2 separate regions of the Mus musculus genome follow, and region 2 is linked to region 1. A link is a contact called in public ChIA-PET data. All regions are on one chromosome and are shown on one strand. Each heading gives the region's core, a stretch centred on a gene start, on an enhancer-like site or on the middle of the called end of the contact. The rest is flanking DNA. Distances are from core to core; before and after follow the strand shown.

Region 1 (7,494 bases), core at 3,119-5,618:
TTATTTATTTATTTATCATATGTAATTACACTGTAGCTGTCTTCAGACGAACCAGAAGAGGGCATCAGATCTCATTACGGGTGGTTGTGAGCCACCATGTGGTTGCTGGGATTTGAACTTTGGACCTTCAGAAGAGCAGTCGGGTGCTCTTACCCACTGAGCCATCTCACCAGCCCCTCTTCCATTTTTCTATAGAAAGCCTCTCAGACTTTCTATTATACTCGATGGTTTTCTTTTCTTTTCTTTTTTCTTTTTGGTTTTTAGAGACAGGGTTTCTCAGTGTAGCCATGGCTATCATAGAATTTGCTTTGTAGACCAGGCTGGGATTAAATGTGTGCACCACCATGCCTGGCAAGTTTTTCTTTCTTCTTCTTCTTCTTTTTTTTTTTAATGTTTATTTTACATGCATTGGTGTTTTGCCTCCCTGTATGCCTGTGTGAGCGTGTCAGAAACCCTGGAGTTAGAGTTACAGACAGCTGTGAGCTGCCATGTGGGTCCTGGGAATTAAATTCGGTCCTCTGGAAGAGCAGCCAGCACTCTTAATCACCGAGCCATCTCTCCAGCCCCAGGTTTTTCCTTTTTGAAATCCCATATCTGAGAGATACTTTGATACCTGCCCTTCCAAGTGTCACACTAGCCCTCCTGCCCTAAGCTCCAGGGTCACCCTCAGTCCCTTTGCTCTCCAGCTGGTGGCCCCCTTCTGCCAGCAGTGGCTGCCTGGGCTGCACCCAGTTCTCTCTCAGCTCTCCTTTTATTTCTTCATTGCTTTGCTGGTTCCTCCGTTCCTCTTGGCCTCTGAACCGTGCCTCGGCTCCATCCTTGACCTTTCCTCTGCTTGCTCTTACACCCTAGGTGATCTCATCCAGTCTTGTGGCTCCAAGTAACATCTCAACACTCACGCCACCCGTCTCGATGTTATCTCCAGCCTGAGTCACGGGCCGAACTACAGCCTCTTTCATCGGATGGCTTTCGTGCCGGCTCTCTCCACTGAATAGCTGGTAGAACTCCTGACTTGAGGCCCCAAACCGGTGCCTCCTTTTGTTTCCCTGTCTTACATACTTGGTGACTCCATTCTGCAGTCATTCAGGCCGGGATCCAGAACACGTATGCCTTCTCTTTCGTTTGCAGTTGCACGTACTGCTCATAGCCGACACCACTGGCTTTCACTTCCAGCTCTTCCCTGAGCCTGGTCGTGCCTCACTACCTTCCCAGCTTCACCATAGTCATCACTGGCCTGGGTTGCCGCAGGAACCTCCTGTTTTTCTCTCTCCCCTATTCTTGCTTCCCTGACAGGGTCTCAAGACAGTAGCCAGGTGATCTGAGTAAAACCAGGCAAGGTCCCGTTGTCAATCATGAGACTTCCTTTACATTAAGAGGTGCCCTCTGTGATTTGGCACCCCCCAACCCCCGCCATATTCTCCTCAGCTCTTTCTGTTCCAGCCTACCTCTTCACTGCCCCTTGCTGACATCAGACCCAAGTTCTTGCTGTTCCTCAGCCTCACCTCAGTCAGGTATCTGTGTGACATGCCCACTCCCCTTGCTGAACTTTTGTTCAAATATCACCTCCTTATGGTGTCTACCTCAGGTACCTGTTCAAATCTTTATCTCTGTGCTTCTAGCCCAACATCCTCTTTCCCACATGGAGGGTGGAGGAGGCTGAGAAGAGATAGACTAGGGGTCTTTTTTTTTTTTAAGCACATTTTTAGACAGCACAACCATCAGTCTTCTGTATCCTGAAGTGCTTTTGCACAAACACAACCTTCTCTTCAGTTAGAACAGAGGATCCAAGGCACTAAAGGCTAGGTAGGGACTTGCTAAGTTACCCAGCAGTCAGTGGGTCCTTGATCACTTCCGTTCCAAAGTGATCAGAATACAACAAGCCCTGAGGCTGGGTCTTGAAGGATTTTCGGTGAGCCCCGGAACTTCTCGGACCTTGAACTCACTTGCCCTGAAGGCGAGGTCCTGACTAGCGTGTTCCGTCCTCTGGGAAACTCCAGGTGGAGCATTTCCTGCCCAATTTACAGATGAAAGCAACAGAATAACTTGTCTCAGTCACCAGCCAGCCCCCTAGTCTTCCCCCCACATCCCTTTGGTTATCCCGCTCTTCTCCTTGGCTCATAGTCTACCCTTCCTGCCCTTTCACCCTCTGAACTCTCTCAGCTTTCATCTAGACAGGTGCCCCTAACCCCAAACTCCTACTTGTCTTTCAATGTCATAGTCTCAAGTCACTCAGAGGCAGGACTCACATGGCTCTCATCACATGCTCCAGGACTCAATGGTTTGTATGTCTCTGCCTTACTCATCTTGGGACTACAAGGCCGGCACTACCCCGCCACACCCTGGGTTCCCTGCTTGTGTGGAAGGAAGGAAGGAACTCCAGCAGGGATCCTGAACCACCCAGACACACAACTCCAGAGAAACCCACAGCCTGTGCCAGGGTGTGGGAATTTCTACTGTTGACTTCAGCAGTGAGGCACTGGCCATCGTCTGCTCCCTAACCCCTTTCTTTTCACCTTCTTGGACTTCCGGTCCCCATTTCTTCTCTCAGTTCTAGGTTGGCCATGATGTTCCACAGAAGCGATCTTCCTCAGGCACAGAGCTGAATGGGTGCAGTTACACTTTGTCTTCTGGCTTCCATGGTCCAGGATACAAAGTCCCTGCTTTCCAGAGCCATGTGGGTTCTCTAATCCTCTTCCATCCTTTTCTCCAATTAAAGAAAAATTAAACTCACTAGATCTTATTTAAAGAAGCACCCAGGCTCCACAGTAGGGGAGCAACTGAGCTCCACTCTGGCAACAAGGAAAGATGGGAAGTCACTGCCAAGGAGCAGAGTGGAACATCTGTGGGTGGAGAATTTCTGAGCAAAACCACCAGGGCTCCTGGGATTCTGGCTCAATTTACTTGACAGGATTATTATTATTATTTACATTTATTTATTTGTGTGTGTATATGCCACAGCATGAGTGTCAGTCAAAGGAAAACATGGACTTAGTTCTCTCCATCTACGCTGTGGAGAATAGAACTCTCGTTGTCAGGTTTGGCCACAAGTACCCTTACCAGCTGAGCCATCTCAGCAGCCCCACTTGACAGCATTCTTACTGCAGACAGGCCGCAGTGATCTGATACCAGGGATGGCGAACTTTTCTGACTCAGGAGGTTTCTTGCTAAAACTGAACCAAGGGGGACCAAGGACACTGCCCAAGGTCAGGATCTAAGCCGGAAAAAGGGACTTGGTGTAACTCCTCAAGTCTGGTCAAGGCCCGTTTCTGTCACTTTACTAACAGCTTTCATTTCTTCAAGCCTTTTCTCATCTCAGATCTTCAAAAATTGTCTTTATTTCCAAAGCCAGATAAAATGTCTTTCTTTACACACGGGAACCCATTTTTTTTTCCCTGTCTGTGTCTGGGGAGAGCCTCCAATTTCTCCTCCCAATGCCTAAAGCATAGGCTGGAGATGGCTGGAATGCTAAGTACTGTCCCATAGGCCGGGGTAGAGCAGGTGGCTCAGAGGATCCAAAGCACTAAGTCAGACGCCGAGCTACGTCCCTTCACCTAGCAAAGAAAAGGCTCTCCTGAAGATGCTATGTGCACTCTGGCTGCTTCTCTCCCTCCGCTGAAAGGGACCCCAGAGTGTGAACCTGGGGCAGTTGTGGAGATAGTACAGGACAATTGCAACGAATTGCCTCTGGGGGCAATCCCCGCTGTGCTGCCAAGGAGCAACGAAGCCCAGTGGTTTGGCCGCCCTCCAAGATAGACACAAGGCGCCCACACCACGACTCCCTCACCCCACTCTGCCCTGGCCACCATCCAGCACCCCGCCACTAGCGGCGGCGCCTTTAAGACTCATTGGCGCCCCCTGGCGGTAACCGGCGCTTCCTCCTCCGGGAGCTCTGCCCCAGGCCCCGCGTGTGCGTGGCGTGTGCGCGGGCGCTGGGGCAGGAAGGGCGGGGGACACGGCGGCGCGCTCCCCGAGGGGGTCCCCGCGCGTCCGAGAGGCACGCGCGGGCGAACCCTCGCCGCGGGAGGGCGTGCTCCAGCTCGGGCTCGAGGCTCGGGTGCGGTCTCGGGCGGCGGCCCGGGATCCCTAGAGTCCTCGAGCGGCGCACGGTGCTGCGGGGCGCACGTCCCTGCGCGGGCGAGCCCCGCGGGGCGGAGGGGGCGGGGCGGCGGCGGGGCGCGCCCACCCGCGGGGCCCAGCCAGTGGCGCGGCGCGCTGAGCCTCCGCCCCCCAGCCGCCGCCCCGCCCCGGCCCGCCCCGCCCGCCGCCCCGCCCGGTAGGACCGCGCGCTGAAGCCCGCTCCGCGTCCCCGCCGCCGCCGCCGGAGGAGGTGCCCGCACGCTCGCGGCGCGCGCCGGCCCCACACGCTCGGCCTGTGGGCAATTTCCTCCGGACCCAGGCTCCCGGGCCGAGGAGGAAGAAGATGCAGACCTTCCTGAAAGGGAAGAGAGTTGGCTACTGGCTGAGCGAGAAGAAAGTCAAGAAGCTCAATTTCCAGGCCTTCGCGGAGCTGTGCAGGTGAGGAGGGACGCGGCTTGGGGACCCCCGCGGCCCGAGCCTGGTTACCCTCGGCGGGCGCGGGGCAGACGACGGCGACCCGGGAAGGAGCGGCGCGCGCTGAGGGCTGGTTCGGAGCAGCAAGGTGGCCGCGGGGGGCCGCGGGCTGTGTCCGAGGGGAGCGTGGCCGCTGTGGGCGTTGGGTTCGGACCGCGGCTCTCAGGTGCACTGGGGTCGTGCCGGGAGATCCCTGGCCGTCCAGGGTGGTGGGACCCGGGAAATCGGGGAGTCCACGCCAGCAGTCAGGGGTTAGAGGGTACTTTTGGACTGGTGTGTTTTTCTTCCTCCCTCTTCTTCCCCTTAGTAGAGCAGGATACCGGCGTTTGTGTGGAGCCTACTACGTGCCTCGCGTGTGCACGGCTCCTGAAGCTGTCATTGCATATCAGCCGGCTTAAGCCCAGTTGAAATGAGTAGCGATACTTGGCTTGTCTGTGGTGATTTGCTGTCTCATTAGAGCCTCGCAGCAGCCTCGCAAATTAGCCAGGATGGTGATTCTGGGCCACGTGTCTTAGAAGAGGGACACCTACCAGCAGAGAGGTGGGGTACCTGCCTTGTAGTCCCAGGGCCAAGGAGTGGCAGAGCATAGAAAGTGATGGGTGGACCCACGTAGGGTAGAATTGTCTTCTGCCATTCCGGCTGAGCACCTCGTTCTCCCTGCGCTGGTGCTTCAGTGGCAGAGACCGAGGGCTTTGATGGAGCTTGCTCTTAATACATTACAGAAGTGCTGGGTTCCTAGAGTCAGGTGTGCCTTGCCTCTCCGCAGAGCTATTGGTTACAGCTTCTCAATGAAAGCCTAAGAGAATCCAGCCCCCACACCCCATCCCCGAAGCCTTTTGCAAACTCCGGGTGGAAACCTTTTGTTAGGTAGTCTTTTCACTTAGTAGATTTGACTTTTGAAAATGGACTTCACTTGTAGTTCCATCCCTGGTGGGTGCCCCGAATTTTGGAGAATTGAACAGTTGGGCTTCCATTATCCCTTGGTGCACAGGGGTTAGTTAGCAGTCTGAGCTGGCACATAGAGGCCGCCCTGGCAGCACTGCCTTGCCCCTCATGGCTGTCCAAGAGCCTGCTGCTTCTCTGCCCCAGGCAAGCCTTACAGGCCCTCCTTGACCACAACTGGATGGGATAATGCCTATTTATAAGGGGGCCCTGGTTCTGCGCCCCTTATAGTTCCCTTGTGGGTTTGGCTGAGTCTCCCAGACAGGCCTCTTAGGAGAAAGCAGGCTTTTCACGGTCGGCAGGGCGTTCAGTGCAGCCCAGAATTCACAAGAAAATCAAGAGGAACTCGAGCCAGAGCTTTGGAAAAGCCCAGGGCTTATGGAACTTTTTTTTTTTTAAAGGACAGTTGGACGTTTGTACCATAAATAAACACACTGAAAAGGTTGCCCTAGACAGCAGAAAAATTTGGAGAAGCCCCTCTGTCGTGTTCTGGAAGTCCAGTTCTGACTTGAGGGGACCACAGCTCCCCCTGCTGTCAAATAATTCTTGGGAAACCCCAGTTCATCCCTTGCATCCTTGTTATTGATAGCAATCTGGGTTTGTGTCACCCTTTATCTATACCCGAGGCTTGTCCTTGGCCTGGTGTGCTTTATTCTGTAATTAGCAGGCTGTAGCAGAAGACTCCTAGCAGAGACTTAAGGGTTGAGGACCGACTCCCAGACCTGCCGGTTGGCTTGCCCTTCCTGTGGGCCCTCCCTCCTTTAAAGAGGCGCGGGGTGGGGGTGGGGGTCTCAGGGAACCCGGGGTGCGGAAATCTTATTGAGCATTCATTTCTCAGGAAGGGTGGCTGAATTCAAGGTCTACTTGCCTTCCTTTGCCCAAGTGTTGGCTTCGGAGGGATGGCAGAAAGTCTCTGGGCCGTTCCAGCAGCTCAGGAATCCTACTGTGCGTTTTTATTAGTATAGCTTTCGATGCTTTGTAGCTGAAGCTTAAGAAGGAAAAGAAAACACCAGAAAGAGTTTTTCTGTTGCTTCTTCACTTTCAGGACAGAGCCCCCTGGTGGCCACATTGTTAACTAAACAACTGTTGAGATAGTGACCCCTCCCCCCACCCCCCTCCACTGTGTTTTGTTTATTGTGAATGCTGGAGTGGTCTAAGTGGCCCCGGAGACCCTGTGAATGGGCGTCGTCCTGTTCTTGACATTCAGAAGCTGGGGGTGCAGTGCTCGTGTATTGATGGATGGTGAATTGTCTGTGAATTTCCTGACAAAAAGGGCCAGGGATGTTGGGAAATGACTTGAACTGTGCTCCAAATGTGCATCCATGAGGACTGCTCAACTGCCCTGGGATGAGTGGTTTAGCTGATGGTCGGGCCTTGTAAAAATCCTTTCGCAGGGATTCATCTCACTGGATTTACAGACCGGGGGTGGGGGTGGGGTCGCGGGTGCCAGAGAGAGCATGGTCCATATGTCTCCTTTCCATTAAGAGCTCCCAGTCCATCCCTGAGACCTTGACCTCCCCTTTCAGTCACTCTTACCCTTGCTAATGTCCAGCTGTTGCTAATTGTCTCTAGGGATGCTTTCCTTTTTGAGGTCAAGCTATGCCCTCTGCAGTGTACCAGGTTCTGTTTTTTTTCTGAGGAGAGTGCGCAGGGCCCTTCCATAGGCAGTTGGAGCCAATTCCTGGCAGGTGCCCTACCTATCATAGGCAGGTACAAAAGCCAACCTTTTAAATATGTGCCCTGATAGCATGGGGCCTCTGGCTAGCCAGCCGATGGGCTTTGAACTAACCTGTTTCCAGAGGCCTTGTTTATTCCCACCCCTCCTTGGTGTCTCCTCCCAAGTACAGGAATATGTTCTGGCTAAGTTCCTTTACCCTTCGAACCTGCCTCTGCCCCTAGCTAGAAGTGACCTGGAAGCTCCCTCATCCCTCCTGATGTGGCTTTTTTAAGATGGGCAGTCAAGGTTCCCAGGGGAAGTGGAGAAACGGGAGGTTGGGCCTT
Region 2 (7,494 bases), core at 3,472-5,971, 350 kb after region 1:
ACCTGGAAAGCTGTCAGATGGGGTGCTAGGGCAGTGGCATCTGTCTGTGCACTTCCAACAACCAAAACCCAAAGGGGCACTGGACACTTTTGAGGGATTCTACCATGTTTTCAGTGTCTGTCTGTATTCTGAGAACTTCCTTGATCAGAACTTCTGGGAAGAGGCTAAAAAGGCAGGATCCACGCCCAAAGGTTAACAGCACTGGACCCAGGAGAACCCACATTAGCGTGTGTGCATGTGTGTGAGCGTGTGCTGTGTAAGGAATTGACTCACGGCCTTAAGAATTTAGGCAAGTGCCCTACTAATGAACGACATCCTCCACAGCTACAGAATATGCATTTTAAAACAACTCTCAAGTAAGAGCTTAATGAACACAGACTTGTGTGGGGATCATGTGGGTGGGATTCATAGCTCCCCCTAAAAAGCAAAGGCTATCGAACAGTGAATTAATTAAACCTACAGACACTCTGTATATGTACATGCATAACCATTTCCTAATGAACTGTAAATCCCAGACAGGGATTTTGAAGGTGGGTTCTTCAGAGTGGATATGGTAACAACCATCCCTCACTTTGGAGGGGCAGCTTACACACCTCTGGGTACCTATACAGCTCTCTAGAGGCCTCTGCTCTAGTTAAAGCTTTTTACTTTTGTCCACAAAGCAACAACAACAACAACAACAACACACACACACACACACACACACACACACACACACACACACACACACACGCAAGCTCAGCAACAGAAGACTTACTCCACCTGCATGGGACACATTCTGAGAGGATTTGGAACAGCTTACACTCTTACATACAAAGTCACTAATTGATTTCCTACTCCCCTATGAGGGGTTTTCTAATGCCACCATCTGGTTCTCTAATTCTCTGGACACCAAGCATTTAATTGTTCAGTTTGGTCGCAATGCTAGTTACCTGGAACTGAAGCCAGACTCTGTAGACTTCGGGGCTCAGTGACTCCCATGGGATCCCCTACTTCCAATGCCAGTCACAAGAGCTGGGCCAGCAGCATTTGGAGCCACTGATGGAGAGCAGAGCTTCACAAGCACTGTGGTGATAACTATCTTCAGAGGTGGGAGTGACCAGTGAGCCACTCCCTGAGGAGGGGGGGGGTAGCTTAGCCACCGTGTGGGAGCATATCTGAGGGAGGACAGGCCCACACAGCTCCTTCCTTCCTCATTCGGGTAACGGCATTCACTTGAGGTCACTGACTGCACACCAGGGTTGTGTTGAAGATCAGACCCCATGATGCTGGGGTTCTTAGCGGAGCCCGGCATCATGGATATGTTCAAGAAGCAATGGGACTAAGTATGCTTCCACCCAGGAGGGCAGCCTCAGCATCTCCCATCTCTGCAGCCATTCCTCCTTCCTTCAGTGGCTGCCCTTCCCTTTTGGGCGACATCTCTTCATGACGCCAGACAACTTCAGCAACTGTTGGCTGTTCTTTGCTCTCTCTTTCTTCAAGCCCACTTCCTGCTGCCGCCATGTTACTCTGGGGCTGTCTAACCATGGGTGACAGCATGGCTCAGAGCAGCTGTGAAAGGAAGTCCCTGTCTCTCCAGGCATAGCTTTCCCTTGTCCTCTCTGCAGAGCCACTCCTGGAGCTACCTGGGGCTTTCTAGTGGCTACCCTGCTTCCTCTGCCTAGAACTTTCTCCATACCCTCTTTGGCAGGCCTCCCACAGCTTCATAAGGAAGGCCTCCAAGCTCCATATACAGAAGGGACACACCCAAGGGAAGCAACAAATGGGTCATAGCCACTACAGGCCTGATATGATGCCAGGGTTCAGATCTGGCTTCAGAACTTGGCTGTGCCACTTGATGTCAGTCACACCCCGGTCTCAGTTTTCTCATGGCTAACATCACTAAGAACACATACAATGGTTATGAGTACTACTCTGTACTGGCAACTGTGCTAAGGCCCAATCAGAAATCTTCAGGACAGTCCTGGGCACAGGCATTACCAGCTTTGCGATGTGTGGCCATGACAGAGGTTAGAAAGAAGCGAGTCAATAGCACCAAGCATACAGACACCCAGACAGCAGTCCCTCCCAGCTCTGCACTGTCAGAACTGGAAAGCATTTACAAGAACTGGGGACCTCTGAGGAAGTGGCTGTTTCTGAAGGCTGGCACTGTGATCTCGGCATGCTGGACCCTCACAGATGTCTGAGAGGGACCTCCTGATTTATCAGGCATTGGTGGTGAGAAGGTTGAGATTCTGCTGTGGTGAGGTCTTAATTCTGAGAACGTCTCCACGAGCAGCCCCCAGCTCACAGGGACCTGCTCGGTTGCCCAGTGGGAAGCACTCTTTGTGGTAGAGAAGACTGGTGGGCTTGGGTTTAGTGTGGTGATGGGCACACACACACAGCTCTAACAAAAGTCTAGAATGGACAGGCACTCATCAGCACGCTCTCTGGAGCATCTTAGAATTTAAAAGCTGCAGACTCTCATACCTAAGTATTATTGGTTAATGTTTCTGACAGGAGGCAAGGGTGCCAGGAGAGGTCAGGTGATTGACTGGGAGTCACTTAGCTGCAAAGCGGTTGTCCTATAACTCCAGGCCTGGGGCTCTGGTCCCTCAGCATGCAGGCCTTGTTGCCTGATACACCCTCCCCAGAACATGGTCAGGCCTGTCTCTGTCTCATGATTTCCTTCAGAGAGCCCTGGAGTTTGAAGACAGGAAAACAACTACCAGCTTGGGTAGGGTGTGGAGAAACAGCAGCCAGGGGAGAAAAGGCTGGGAAGTGATGGGGGTAAGCTTAGTGACTGTGGTTCCTGATCTCTCTGGACACCAAGCTGATACCCAGAAAACTCTCCTACAGTCAAGTGGCAGAGATGGGAGGAGGGCCCATGGGGTCCTAGGCAGTGGACTCTCTTCCTTCATGGGCATTAACCCACTCTTCCTCCAGCATCAAAGCACTTGAAATGAGGGCTCCTTTTTATAAATGAGGAGGTTGAGGTTTTGAGGTGTTAAATATTTAGCTTAATATCTAGACTCTCTATCCATTCATCCATTTATCCATCCATCCATCCATCCATCCATCCATCCATCCATCCATCCATCCATCCTTCTATTCATCCAGGCATCCATCCATCCATCCTTCTATTCATCCATGCATCCATCCATCTATCTATCCATGCATGCATGCACCCATCCTTCTACCCATCCATGCATGCATACATCTATGCATCTGTCTGTCTGTCTGTCTGTCTGTCTGTTTGTCTGTCTATCTATCTATCCATCCATCCATTCTTCTATTCATCCATGCATCCATCCATCTATGCATCCATCTATCTATTCATGCATGCACCCATTCTTCTACCCTTCCATGCATGCATGCATGCATCCATCCATCATGCATGCACACCTCCATCTATCCATCCATCATGCATACATGCATGCATCCTTCTCTTGACTCATTCATTGTAGCCCACATTTGCCAAGTACCGGACAGAGCTCCTCCAACTAAGATAAACTTGGAAGTGCCCACCTTCCTACAGCCTAGTGTGTTGTAAAGCACAAAGGTCTCCGGGACCTCTGTAATTTTTCCCTATGAATCTAGCTGGCCAAGCCAATGCACAGAATTATTGCAGGGTGCACTGATGGTGCAGCCTTTTCTAGATTGGACTTCACTCTGCTGATTACCAGTCTCCACTTCCTCATCTGTGTAATGGAGGAAAACGGAATAATCCTTGTGGGGATGCTGGCAATATTTTAAAAGACAATCTGGAGGGAGCAGGAGAGATGGCTCAATGCTTCAAGCACTTGCTGCCCTCATATAGGACTTACAGAGTTTGGTTCCCAGCACTTACATGGTGACTCACATCTGTCTGTGACTCTAGTTGCAGGGTATTTGATGCTGTTTTCTGGCCTTTTGGGGCACTGCATGTACAAGGTGCACATACATACATACATACATACATACATACATACATACATGCAGGCAAACATTAAGACACATACCAAAAAAAAAAAAAAAAAAAAGGTCACAGTGAGTAGGGCTGGGAAGTGGCAGTGCATGCCTTTAATCCCAGCACTTAGAACACAGAGGTTTCTGTGAGTTCCAGGTCAGCCTAGTCTACAGAGCAAGTTCCATGATAGCCAGGGCTACACAGAGAAACCCTGTCTCAAACAAACGAACAAAAATGTAGTGGGTATAAAATCCCTTAGAGTCTCACTGAATGCTGGAGAGAGACTTCCCCAGGCAGTGGCAGATTTGACTTTCAGCTGTAACTATCAGTCTTGTTCTCCTGGTCTGGAGGGTGGGGAAGGGTACTATGAGTGGAACATGTGTTTTAGCAGAGGTAGCTTGGGGTCAAGGACTACCACACGTCTTACCTAACATCTAATCAGCCCTTGTTCAGGGCCTACAGTTTCAGCTGTTGGTTTATGGCACCAAATGTATTTTTAAATTCTTGTTGATCAGAAACCAGTTCCAAGTAAATGGAGCAGAACTTATGGTGGTCTTTCCATCTGAAGAATCCCAGGCTGCCACCCACCGAGGGCCATCAAGCCTTCTTGCTGTCCCTACAGGTTTGTGTGCAGGGTCCCAAGCTGTCCCTGGTGCTGGCCACACTAGAAATGGAAAACCTGGCAGGGAGTCTGAGGGTCAGATGCCTGGCAGAGAAGTCCTTACCAGAAGAGAAGAGGAAACTTCAGAGCTGATCTCTCTTCTTGTGGTTACCAGAGCAAAGACAAGGGACTGTCCCCTCTCACTTCATCCCCCCCCTTCTCTGTCCTCTCCCATGCCACAAACACACCCAAAGTTGCATAGATGTCTGTTGCAACCAGATGAGTGCCCTGCAACAAGTGGGCTTCTATTAAGATAAGAAGGGAATCCTCCCCCACAACCTCCTGTAGGGCCAGGCTACTCACCTACTGACACAGTAGAACGCAATCAGTCTGAAGATGTCCTCAAACACAAGAACTGAGCCTTCCAGGTACAGTACTGGGGAGAGACAAAAAAGGCCCTAGTAAGCATCCTCTAATGACAAAGGGGAGAGCTAACTGTTCTCCTCGATCTGGAAGGTGGCACATGCCAGCCATGTTCTCTGTGGGTCCCGGCACCTCCCACAGGACCCCACTATGTATCAGCTGCCAACCACAGTGAGAAATGGAGCTCACGGTGTCGATGTGCTGAGAGTTCAGGGGTTAAATGGCTGTGGCTGATATCAACGAATACACATTCACACATTCATCATTTTTGGTGAACAGGATTCTAAACGGAGAGTAGTTACAGATGTATAGCCAATTGCAAATGACAGTCTCAGTATGCACTGGCTTCCATGATGCCTAAATCAGGCCCACGACCACGTGCCTACCATATTTTGTTCCCTGAACTGAGGCGTCTACACTGGACTTCCCTGGGCCTCAGTATGCTGATGAACGTGTGAACTGAGTTGTTCTTGTATCTTTTCCATGCAATAGGAGCAAAATATGGTCCAAGTGGTCTTCCAAACTTAGCTTTGAACCCGGAACTGATAACCTGGCTCTGCAAGAATCCCTTTCCTGCTCCATGCCTCAGTTTCTCCCACCCTCCAAGGGAACAGCCCTTTCAATCTAAATATAGAGTCCTCTAGGTGATACCAGCCTGCTACCTAGTTTGCGAAGCCTAGGCCAGTTTTACACAGGTTTGGAGGTTGGAGAAGAAGGGCAGAGATTGACATAGATCAATATAGCAACTGCTTCCTCTTCACCCTGTAACCTAAGCACTGTTCTCAACAGCTCAGGCCACCTTAAAAATTTAATATTTGCCTATTTATGACAAATAGGTTGTGGCTTCCTGTTTGGTTAGATATAAGTATTTATGAAGAGATTAAAAAAAATCCTGCTCCTGATATTTCCACCCTCTGGGAATGTTGCTGGGGCTCCATCTCATAATCTTGAGGCTCTCCTGTCTATATTCTTATTATTTTCAAACTATGTTCATGGGCCTCCTCCCTAGAGGTCAAAAAGGGTGCCCTGAACCACAACCTGCTGGAATGTAGAACATGGAAGTAAGTATGAGAGAAATCATTTGTTCCAGGGCTTATATCTGGTACTGTACCTGCCTGGGGGCTTGCATGTGTGTCTGGCATTACATCACTGTGGCAAGAGCATGTCTCTATGAGCTTGTTGCACATAGCCTGTCTGTGCCTTAGTGTCTATAACTGTAAGCCAGGGTTACAAGTGTACCCATTTTCCAGGGCTGAACTGTGGCCCCCACAAAGATGCATTAAAGTCCTGATGCTTAGAACATGGCATGTGAACTTATTTGGAATGTTTGGTGTCCTTTCTATAAGAAGGCTTTGTGAGTAGACAGAACACCAAGGCACAGAGAAGGAATGACCATGTGAAGACGGGGCGGAGCCTGGAGCTGGGAGACCAGGAAACACTTGGGTCTAAGGCCTCAGAAGTAACCAGCCCCACCCCACCTTTGTTTAAGGTGTCTGGCCCCCAGAACCGTAAGAGAGTAAGTTTCTGTTGCTGAAAGTCATCTAGTTTGAATCCTTTGTTGCAACAGGAAGGAAAGAACACACCACCTTTTAAGTATGAAATAACGCAATTCTCAGGAGCTGCTTCTGATAGCCCAGGGAACTTCAAAATAATGGTAATGGCCCTGAATGGCAGTTTTAGCAGGTAAGACAAACAGAGAGGCCGTTGGTAGTGGGAGGATTCCATGCTACACATGGTTGCATGGAAGCAATAGGCTAAGTGGTGGGGGGGACCCTTTTCCCTCAGTTCTATGGTGTACTCCTCAGTCCTACCTCCTGTCTCTGCCCTTTGAGCCTGCAGGGCTCTCAGCCCTCAGTCTACCCTCTACTCCTAGCTTTGTTTATTTTCTCATTCTCATCGCTGCCTCTGTAGGGCCACACAGAGGCAGCGCTATGGGAGCCTTGGCCAGGTACCAGGTATCTTGGGGACCAGCAAGAGATCAGGGGCATCTTGCTTTCCTGCCTATGTGTCCAGCGTACAACTGGGCCATACACATAGCCAAGGTCCACAAAGAACAGGGTAGAATGGGTCTTCTGGTGTGTGAGCATACCCTGTCTGAGAGAGGATGGTTGCTTAGGCTGGTGTGTGTGTGAGCCTGGGTGGGGGAGAGGTGGTAGAGTTGGGGAGGTTGGAATGAGGGGTTCTGTGCTAAACCATAAACGGCTTATTTAGCAGAGTTCAGCAGCACTGTGCATGTTTACGCTGTTAGGCAACATGAGGTTTCCTCTAGATGTGGTGAAACATTCTTAAATGGTGTGACGGTTGCCCAACTCTGAACACACTAACACCACTGAATTATATGTTTTAAATGGCCAATCATACGATACCCAAACACAGTGAATAGACATGCCCGAATGAAGTTTAAATGAGACTGTTACTTAAAACAGATGAGGACGGTTCACTAGAGTGAGTTTGGCCTTCCTGCATCGTTTTGCTGAGATTTTTTTATTATGGGTAAGAATGACTTTTTTAAGTTAAACATATTTAGATGTATAGACAGTTG

What was found. ChIA-PET counts read pairs in DNA pulled down with a chosen protein or histone mark.
Region 2: a contact with region 1 is called in an RNA polymerase II ChIA-PET map of memory CD8 T cells, with 18 read pairs. The contact joins the enhancer-like site here to the promoter of Itpk1 in region 1. A contact is called at or near these places in 2 of 484 Hi-C or Micro-C datasets (neutrophils and pre-megakaryocyte-erythroid progenitors) and 1 of 115 datasets of contacts at active chromatin or transcription factors (memory CD8 T cells).

The regions. Positions count from the first base shown.
Region 1 is chr12:102,701,743-102,709,236 of GRCm38.p6, reverse strand. It overlaps Itpk1 (inositol 1,3,4-triphosphate 5/6 kinase), which reads left to right and starts at 4,368. Exons shown (of 10, transcript NM_172584.3): 1 at 4,368-4,515. The coding sequence starts at 4,421.
Region 2 is chr12:102,348,353-102,355,846 of GRCm38.p6, reverse strand. It overlaps Rin3 (Ras and Rab interactor 3), which reads right to left. Exons shown (of 10, transcript NM_177620.4): 4 at 4,893-4,965. Among named protein-coding and RNA genes, the nearest start is that of Rin3, 69 kb to the right of the region's middle. Within about 2 kb of position 4,721, at least 33 of the 459 cell types and tissues checked have an H3K27ac peak or open chromatin away from gene starts, as enhancers often do. A contact at or near this core is called in memory CD8 T cells and pre-megakaryocyte-erythroid progenitors, where this site is marked.